Linked DNA regions of Mus musculus: region 2 is linked to region 1. The links are chromatin contacts, called in public Hi-C maps. All regions are on one chromosome and are shown on one strand. The core of a region is the stretch at or near the end of the contact, and the rest is flanking DNA. Distances in the headings are between cores, read along the strand shown.

Region 1 (4,575 bases), core at 1,119-3,618:
AGTTGTTCAATGTGCGAGAAAGGCCAATGGGTTTTAATGTAAAAACCCTAGAGTTTTCAGATTCCACACAGCAACTAACCCGTAAGTTGCAATGGCTGGTCTTGAGTTTAGTGTCAGAGTATAAACTATTGTCTGAAATTGTTCTATAAAAAGATGCTCCTCCCCATGTCCCTGTGAGCAGAACTTTTCTCCATAAATCTTTCCCTTTTGGTTGGCTAACCAAAGCATCATATTTAAACAGATTGAAAGTGGATGCTAGCTAGCTTGCTTCTGTTAAAACGGAACAGAAAATTTCAGGAATCTCAGAAATGCCTCTCTCTAAATTTTGATGATATTTCCTAGAAAATATATTTTTCTGGGTTTCACAGATGGATCCATTAATAAAGTGCTTGCAAGTAATAATAAAAAAAAAAGACAATGATAGTTTCATTGTTTGGTCCCAAGGCTCAAACGTTTGTGCTGGCAAAGCAGTCATTTTAAACCCCACCCCCACCCCCAAGAAAATTGTGGTTTTCATGACAAAAGTTACAAACATTAACATGTAGGGAAGCTCATAGCTTTAAGCTGTCTTGTTACATTGCAAATATGGAAAACATGAATACCTACAGCAAAGCTCTTGTGGGTCTTGATGGTTCTCTGTGTTGAGGCCAGCAGACCCACGTAAGGCTGAGAAACACCCCCTAACTACAGTGGGTGTTAAATTTTGCACGCTAGGAAAGTGTGAGCAAAGGTAGGGTTTTTTCCCCTCACCCCAGAGCTTGAGTCTTCGAGTGTCTCTGAGAATTGCATCTCTAACCAGTTTCCTGGTGGTCCTGAGGCTGCAGGCCTGGTGACCAGTGCTTTAGGAAAGGATTAGTCACTTCCCTGTCACATCACTTCCGTGTTTCTCCATCTTGATTCTCCCACCCGACTCCCACCCCTGCTAAAAGTTCCAAAGTGATCCTCCCCAACTCACACATTTATGGAGCACCTACTGCGTACCCCAGTGTGTGCTGCTAGGAAATACGGATTTTTTAATTCAGTAAGTTTTTTGTTGTTGTTGTTTGTTTTGTTTTTTTTGAGACAGGGTTTCTCTGAGTAGCCCTGGCTGTCCTGGAACATACTCTATAGACCAGGCTGGCCTCGAACTCAGAAATCCGCCTGCCTCTGCCTCCCAAGTGCTGGGATTAAAGGCATGCGCCACCATACCCCAGCATACTCTTGTTTTCTATCTGAAGAATTTTTTCATTTTGTTTGAGACAGGATCTCATTGTGTAGCCTGGAACTTGCTGTGTAGACCAAGCCAGCCTCAAACTCACACATCTGCCTGCCTGAGCTCCTGAGTGTTCGCTCGGATTGAAGATATGCATCTACACTCAGCTCACTAAAGATTTATATTAAAACTATTGGTCTCAATATGTAGCCCAGTCTGGCTTCACGCTTAGAGTCCTGCCTCAGACTCCCAAAGGCTGGGGTTGCAGGCTAAAATTCGGTGAATAATGTTTCTTCCATTTTTAGGTTGCACTACGTACAGTTTATACTGTTTATTGAAAGCTTCCATTTTTTAAAAGTTATTTATTTTATGTTTGTGTGTACACTGTAGCTGCACAGATGGTTGTGAGCCTTCATGTGGTTGTTGGGAATTGTTGAGAATTTTTAGGAAGGACCTCTGCTCGCTCTGGTCAGCTTCACTCTGGCCCAAACATTTAATTATTATACATAAGTACCCTGACACTGACTTCAGACACACCAGAAGAGGGCGTCAGATCTCATTTCGGGTGGTTGTGAGCCACCATGTGGTTGCTAGGATCTGAACTAGGACCTTTGGAAGAGCAGTCAGTGCTCTTACCTGCTGTGATTCATCTTGCCGCCCAAAAGCTTCCATTCCTTTGCTAGATTTGTTTGTTTGTTTGTTTTGTTGTTGTTTTGTTTTGTTTTGTGAGACAGGGTTTTTCTGTGTAGCCCTGGCTGCCTTGGAACTTGATCTAGAGATCTGCCTGCCTCTGTCTCCCAAGTTCTGGGGCCAAAGGCTTGTACTGCCACCACCCACCCCGCTACTGTACAGTTCTTATTAGTGTCATTTGCTCTGGAATGAGAAGGAAATCCCAGTCTGTGTGTTCACTTGTTGCTAATACGTAAATCATCCATTGCTCCTGGTTTCAAGGCAGACATTCCTTCTGGGCTCTTTCATCACGTGTAACGCATGGCTATTAAACCGTGTGAAGCTCTTTTCTACTGCAGGTCTGAGGGTGCAAAGTGACTTTGTTACTTTGATGTAGTGATTTGAAGACAATTGTATCACGTATTTGGCAGGGTCCCTTTCATTCTGAGTCACCGGCTTCCTCCTCAACTGGAAACCAGTATGGTCTAGTGGTTATAACTAAAGGCTCAGACTCATCTCTGCCAAGCTTGCTACAAAAACAACTGACTCGGCTGGGAGCCAGTCATGCGGTCTCTGTCAGGTTTTTAAATTTAACCTGTGAGTTAAACATGTGATAACCGGCTCATTAGCAGAGCCAGCGTATGAATGACTTAGGAACTTGAGTTGTTTTCCTCAGCTGAACATTTACCTATATGTCCTGATTCTAATAAAAAAAAAAATATATTAAGAGTGAGTCATTACTTTACCAGGAAAACTTCAGCATAGGTATCCTTCCTTCCTTCCTTCCTTTTCCTTCCTTCCTTTCCATCTTTCCACTGAAAAGTGTATTGAATCAAGCAAGGTTTTGGTGGGGGAGTTGTTTTTGTTTTGTTTGTTTGTTTGTTAACATTTTCAGTGTCTAAATGCTTGACACACAAACCTAATGAATGGTATGAGAACTGACACCTCGAGGTTGTTCTCTGCCCACCACACGAGTGTGTGCTCTCTCTGCCGCATAGAAACATGCACCCACACAAACACAACACACACCATAATAAAGACCATTTGGGAGCATGTGAGTTGGAGTGTCCTTGAATGCGTTGTGTGTGGGTATACCGAGTGAGATAGACATTAGTGGGAAACACACATATATGCTGAAGGAATAATAGGTACCGGGGCTAAAGAGATAGCTAGTGGTTAGAGGCACCGATCGCGCCTCCAGAAGACCGGGGTTTGATTTCCAGCACCTAAATGGCAGCAATCAGTTGTCTGTGACTTTGCTTCCAGGGGATCCATTTCCTCTTTCTGGCTTCTGCAGGCACCAGGCACATAGAGGATACACCGATATGCATACAGGCAAAACACCCAAAACATTAATAATGATAATAATAAAATTATAACGAGATTATCGTTATTTATCTAACTGGTACATATTAACCCACTCATGAGGCACTATTCCAGACCTCAGGCAAATAATGGTGACTGAGAGGAATCCGTTACTCTTACATAGAGGACAGGAGGTGCAGTGGGGGGAGTTGGAACACAGCTACATAGAGGTCAGCTGATCTCAAAGTGCGGCCACCGAGATCGGTGGCAGCAGCAGCATTAGCCCGGAACTTCTTCCAAAAGAGCACTCATTCTGAGGCCACCTTGGACCCCCTGCAGTTAGAAGCTGACAGAGAGCAGCAGCCTGTTTCTAAGTAATCTGTGTGCCACCGGCTACTGTGTGAGGCCCACCAAGGAGTGTGCAGGAAACACCTAGGGGATGTTTCTGAATATGGTTGCAGTGGGGAGAGAAACCCTGGAAGTGTAGGAGAGAAAATAAGTGACTAGGAAGGCAGGCTGCAGATGCCTAGTTCCACTTCTGCCCCAGGTGCTGGCTATCTCATGGAAGATACACGTGCCCATGGTGGAGGTGGAGGTGGAGGTATTAAGTATACTAAGAATCCCTCCGAGCATAAAGTGCTGCAGAAGATGCATATTGTGAGTGAATTCTCTTCCAAGAGAACGGTGCTGAAGAGGGCGTGGCTGGAGGAGGGAGGTGTGGTTAAAGAAGTATTGACAGCAGTATGAGCAGCATCTTGCGAGTTCCTAGCCATACTCAGTGAGAGTGAGCACCCAGGATGTCCTGAGAACAACCTCTAGCCCTAACGCTAACCCTGATTGTGAAGCCTCGGCTGCTGGGGTCACACTCGACTACGGCACACATGTGTCTTCATTTTCCTGACAAAGCATCGGGACCCATTACCTCTCTGGTCTCCATTTCTAGTCAGGTTTACCCGATTGCTTGGTCTTCCCTAGTTTCTTGGATAAGCGACATAGGCGTGTGTCTCAGGGCACATGAAAATACCTTTTTCCTGGTATGTTTCTTCCTCCAGCTTCCACACTGGCTCATTCCCAGGTTTTACACTGTGTTCTACAATGCCGTGGTCTCAGCTCTGTGCTGAAGTTGCCTAGATCTCGTGCATACTGAGAAAACACTCTACCAGTGGGCTCCATTCCTATCCCGGACTATTTCCCAGTAAAGCAATCTCTAATATCTCTATCTAAAAATAGTCCTTACGTAGACTTTCTATATTTTCCCTGTGACGTTTTACCTCTCAGACTTCATATCTGTTTAGTTTTTACTCAGCTAGACTATAAATGCCTCATCTCTTCTGGAGGGTAGGGTGAGAGCAGGGCCTCAGCATAACCCAGGCTGACCCGAGATCATCTTTTCTTGGGCCTCTTGAGAG
Region 2 (4,575 bases), core at 801-3,300, 1.3 Mb after region 1:
TGGAGCATATGAAAGAACAACATTTCCGGGCTCTTGTGGACACGTCCAGGAAGTATGACCAAGAGCCATGTGCCTGGAGGAGGAACAGAAAGATAGACAATGGATGTGGCGACCGGGAAAGAAAAGAATGCCAAAGGTACTGTAGAGATGAAGCTAGACCAACAGACAAGAGGGCCTTACAGAGACATCAAGAATTTCAGTTAGGCTCTGTGAGGCAGAGGCCTTTGTGAGTTCAAGGCCAGCCTGGTCTACAAAGAGAGTTCCAGGACAGCCAAGGCCATACAATGAAATTTTGTCTCAAAAAAAGCAAAAACAAAAACAACAAAAAAAGAATTTCAGTTACTCCAAAAGGTAAAGCCATTGTGATCAGATCTATATTATGAGATGTCCATCCCAGCACAGAGACCACAGGTGTCAAGCCCTCTAGATGCAAGAGACCAATGTGACTGCAACAAGGAGGTGGTGCTGAAGATGAAGATTCAATATTTAAAAGGCAAACATCAATAGGACCTCATAAAAGATGTCGAATGAGGAATAATAAGAACTTAACAAATTTCAACTCCTATAAAATAGGATCAAAACATGTACGAGGACCTGGTTTTGGGGAGTTTTTTTGGTTTTTTGGTTTTTTTTTTTTGAGAGGATAAATCACAAATTTCAACTATGTCAACATGATTTAATTCCCAAATATAGAATGTATTTGTATAGCAATGTCCTACTGTATGGAATTACAACACATCTGTATTACATATGTAATCGTCTCTGACAGACAAAATGAATGATCTTCACATGTGCGTAGGTATATCTGAACAGAATAAAGCTCTATGTGTTCAGTTAGGCTCCTTTCCTTTGCATAACCACAATCCCCTTCTCCTCCAACCTTTATTAAGGAGGGGAAAGCCTTCAAAGTCGAAAAAGAATCTTCCAAGCAAACACCAGAACTGCTTGGGTTTTGTAATGGCTGACTGACTTACAGCATCTTTGTTAAATTGCTTTCTCTGAACAGAGGCGCACGACTCAGAAAACTTAAATACGGCGTTTCAAAGTGTCATCACACAATCCCTGGTTTTGATGTGCAAAGAAAAACCTCTAGCTGATAATTTACAATCAAAATCACTTTAAGGAGCTGGTCTGGAGTCTCTTCAATCCTGTTGAGAAAGGGAAACACTGTGTGTCCTTAATTACTGATCACAGGTAACGCGTCCATGCGAATCCCAAGAAGTTTCTGCAAGCTTTATCTGTCTAAACCTTTTTCTGTAGCTTAAACAGGCGCACTGGAGCCCCCATGGGGATTTCTTTCTCTCAAACCTTATCTGCCCCACCCACCTCACACACACAATAACCGTCCAGTCCAGAAAGACAACTACCATCAGAGAAAGGCGTCCGAAGTGCAGGGCCTTAGCCGGTGACCCCAGCTATCGGAACCAAGTATCAGAAACGAGGGGGGCTGTCTCAGCAGTCCCGGAGCACTGTCCAATTTCCCAAAAGGATACGGAGATCTCCACGGCGGAAACCCGAGCTCCTGCGCCAGCTCTGGGGACTCTCCCAGCAGCAGAATGACCCAGGCAGCGGGGCTCCCGTCGCCCGAAGGCCTCGCCCAGAGTCACCGGCCTCTGAGATCCGCTCCCTCCCGCTTCTCGCTACCTGGATCCGGCTTCCCGGGCCACCCACCGCCAGCCCGCCCGACCCGGCCCGTCACTAGGCAACAGTAGCAGCCGGGAGGCCCGGGGAGACCCGTAGCCCGCAAGCTGGCCGCAGACCCAGGTCGCCCGGTGCCCGAGACAGGTCACTCACCTCGCAGCCGGCTACCTGGAGGGGCGGTGCTGGGGCCGGTCCCCCGCCGGCTCCCTCAATGCCTCCGGGCTGTGACTGCTCGGGCCGCGCTCCTGGCCGCCACCGAACGCTTACTCCATCTCCTCCGTCACCCCCGAGTCCGCAGAACCCCGAGATCGAGGAGTAAAGGGGGAAGGGAGGGAAGGGACTAGGGAAGAAGAGCACGGTAGGGGGAAGAGCACCGAAAGACCTGCCCGCTCCTGCATGACGTCACTTCCGGGCGGTTCGGAAGGGTAAGGCTTGGCTTCCCTCCGCCCTCCCCGAGGCGGAGTGAGGCGGGGCTCCCGGGGCGGGGGTGGAGCCAGCCCGGGCCTCTGCTGACAGCCGTACCTGTGACTCTGATCACTAGTCTTCGCGGGCAAGACCAGCTTTCCGGGGCCCCAGGCTAGGAAGCCCGAGTTTCTGGAACCATAGAAGGGGATTCTCCAAGATAATGAGGACAGGTAACCAAATGTATATTGGAGATGACTGACAGTGACTTGATGGCTGGACACTGCAGCTCTGGTTGTGAGGCCCCTCCCCTTTTCTGTTTCCCAGGCCACCTGCCCTTGCTGGTCTAGTGACTGATTACATAGGACTCAGCTTTCTCTGACTTTCTGCTAAGTGACCTTAGAACCTAGAAAAGCCGTGCTTCTCACACAGGGCCGTGTTAAAGTGCAGATTCTGCTGCACAAGTAGGATCGGATGCTCTGCGTTTCTAAGACATTCTCAGATAACCCCGGTGCCACAGTTCCACAATTAGAGCAACAAAGATTATTTATCTTACGTGCTTAATGAAAGAAGTAAATTGTTCTGAAAAATATACCTAGGTGAAACTGGGCACAGCCTCTGTCTCCCTGCTATCCATCCAAGTAACCCGTACATAGTAGTAGGACTACTACCACCCTAACTAACCCTAACCCTGCCTCTCCTGTCTCTGCTCTGTCCCTGGTTCAGGTTAAAATGTCTTAAGATGGGTAATAGGGTAGATTCTATTACAAGAAGAATTGGAGGAGGGGGAGGAAGAGAAGAGGGAAGAGGATTATGGGGTGTGTGTGTATGTGTGTGTACATGTTTGTGTGGTGTGTTTACATGTTTGTGTAGGTACAGCTGTATGTACACACGCCAGAAAAGCTCGAGGCTAGAGGTTAGCCTTAGGAGTTGTTCCTGGGGAGCTGTCCATGTTTTTGAGACAAGGTCTCTAAATAGAACCTGGTGCTTTGCCTTTCTCTTATCTCTTCAGCTGTGAAATTAGGAGCACCCACCACCAAGCCTGGCTTTTTAATGTATGTTCAGGAGATCCAACTTAGATCTGCATGCTTAGAAAGTTATCATCTCACTAGCTGAGCCTTCTCTTTCCAGCCCCAGAAGGGTGGACTTTTATTTCTGTCCTTTTGCCAAGAGCATCTTATAAGTTATGTGTTGGTAATGTTACTTCTAGTTCTTCGTGGTCAAGAAAGGAAAGGCTTAGATTCTTGTATTCTGCACACAAAACATCTAGAAATCATGTTCTCTATATTTCAACTTTTTCTTTCTTACATGCTTTAATTTCATATTTTACTGGGGTAGGAGGAACTAGTTTATCTCTACTAAACATGAGTCTCTTTTTTGGAGTGATAAAATGGCCTGGGGTTAGATGATAGCAGTGATTGTACAAGGTTGCCAACGCACCAAGAAACACTGAATTAAACATTTTGACAGAATCCTAGTGAGCAAACCTAATCCTTTGCAGACCATGTGAGAATAGCTATCACAGGATATTTGAACACACTGTGAACCTCTGAGATTGTGTTACTTGCTGAAAAGGAAAAAGAAAAAGAAAGAAAGAAAAAGAAAAAAAGAAAAACCTGTTTCTAGTTGTGGTATGGCTCAGTCCTAGCACATACCTTTAATCCAAGAGCTTTCTGTTTATTGTAAACAGGATTACATTAAGTCATCGGTAGGTCAAGAGGCAGAGCAAGCTTTAAGTGAGGTAGGCAGGAGGTGTAAGCGAACTTTCCTCTTCACATACAGCACAGGCACTTTTGCTTCCTCTGGTGAAGAAGGGCTGCGAATGCCAAGCATTTAAGTATCTCTGCTCTAAATATTAGTCTTCCTTGGAGTCTCTTCCAGTTCTTCTTCCTTCTCTACATACCTTCTTTAGGCACCCAGTATGTTCTTGATTCTGTGACGATTTGATGAAAGAAATGCAGTAAAGGTTGTAACCATTAATGAAATATGGCTGCATCCCACCTGACTGCCTGTGGTGGTTAGAATGAAAGTGGCCCCCATAGGTTCATAGGCAGTGGCACTATTAGGAGACATGTCCATGGTGGAGTAGGTGTGGCCTTGTTGGAGGAAGTGTGTCACTGGGGGAGGGGGGCTTTAAGGCAGTCTATAACAATATATATATATAGCTAATAAGCTTTCTTAAATTATCATCAAAAGAAGACAGATTAGGCTTCCAAATAAAGGGTCAGTGTATATGATAATTCTCAGGTTAACACATTCTAAGGGTAATACAGTCGGCATAATAGAGTAAATTTCTGCTCTGAGTCTCTAGATAACCTTGGCTATGTTGGCTTTTAAAATGAGAAAGTATATCAGTTCCTCAGAAAACAAAAAGCTTCTCTCGGTATAAATATTTAAAAGTGCTCTCCATGATAGTGTTAGAGTAAATACATTAAAAATGTATATGTGATATATCCTCCATAGTAGGTTTAGAGCACTGATTCTCAGCCTTCCTAATGCTGGGACCCTTAATACAGTTCCTCATGTTGTGGT

What was found. A called contact is a pair of places that touch in the nucleus more often than the background predicts.
Region 2: a contact with region 1 is called in a Hi-C map of B cells, with 9 read pairs. The contact joins the promoter of Scyl2 here to the enhancer-like site in region 1. A contact is called at or near these places in 2 of 39 promoter capture datasets (the C10 cell line and pre-B cells) and 1 of 484 Hi-C or Micro-C datasets (B cells).

What each region holds. Positions count from the first base shown.
Region 1 is chr10:88,403,628-88,408,202 of GRCm38.p6, forward strand. The region is part of intron 2 of Gnptab (N-acetylglucosamine-1-phosphate transferase, alpha and beta subunits); the gene reads left to right. Among named protein-coding and RNA genes, the nearest start is that of Gnptab, 27 kb to the left of the region's middle. Within about 2 kb of position 2,369, at least 52 of the 459 cell types and tissues checked have an H3K27ac peak or open chromatin away from gene starts, as enhancers often do. A contact at or near this core is called in B cells, where this site is marked.
Region 2 is chr10:89,684,244-89,688,818 of GRCm38.p6, forward strand. Scyl2 (SCY1-like 2 (S. cerevisiae)) reads right to left here and starts at 2,051. Exons shown (of 18, transcript NM_198021.3): 1 at 1,795-2,051. 1500026H17Rik (RIKEN cDNA 1500026H17 gene) reads left to right here and starts at 2,120. Exons shown (of 3, transcript NR_130956.1): 1 at 2,120-2,276.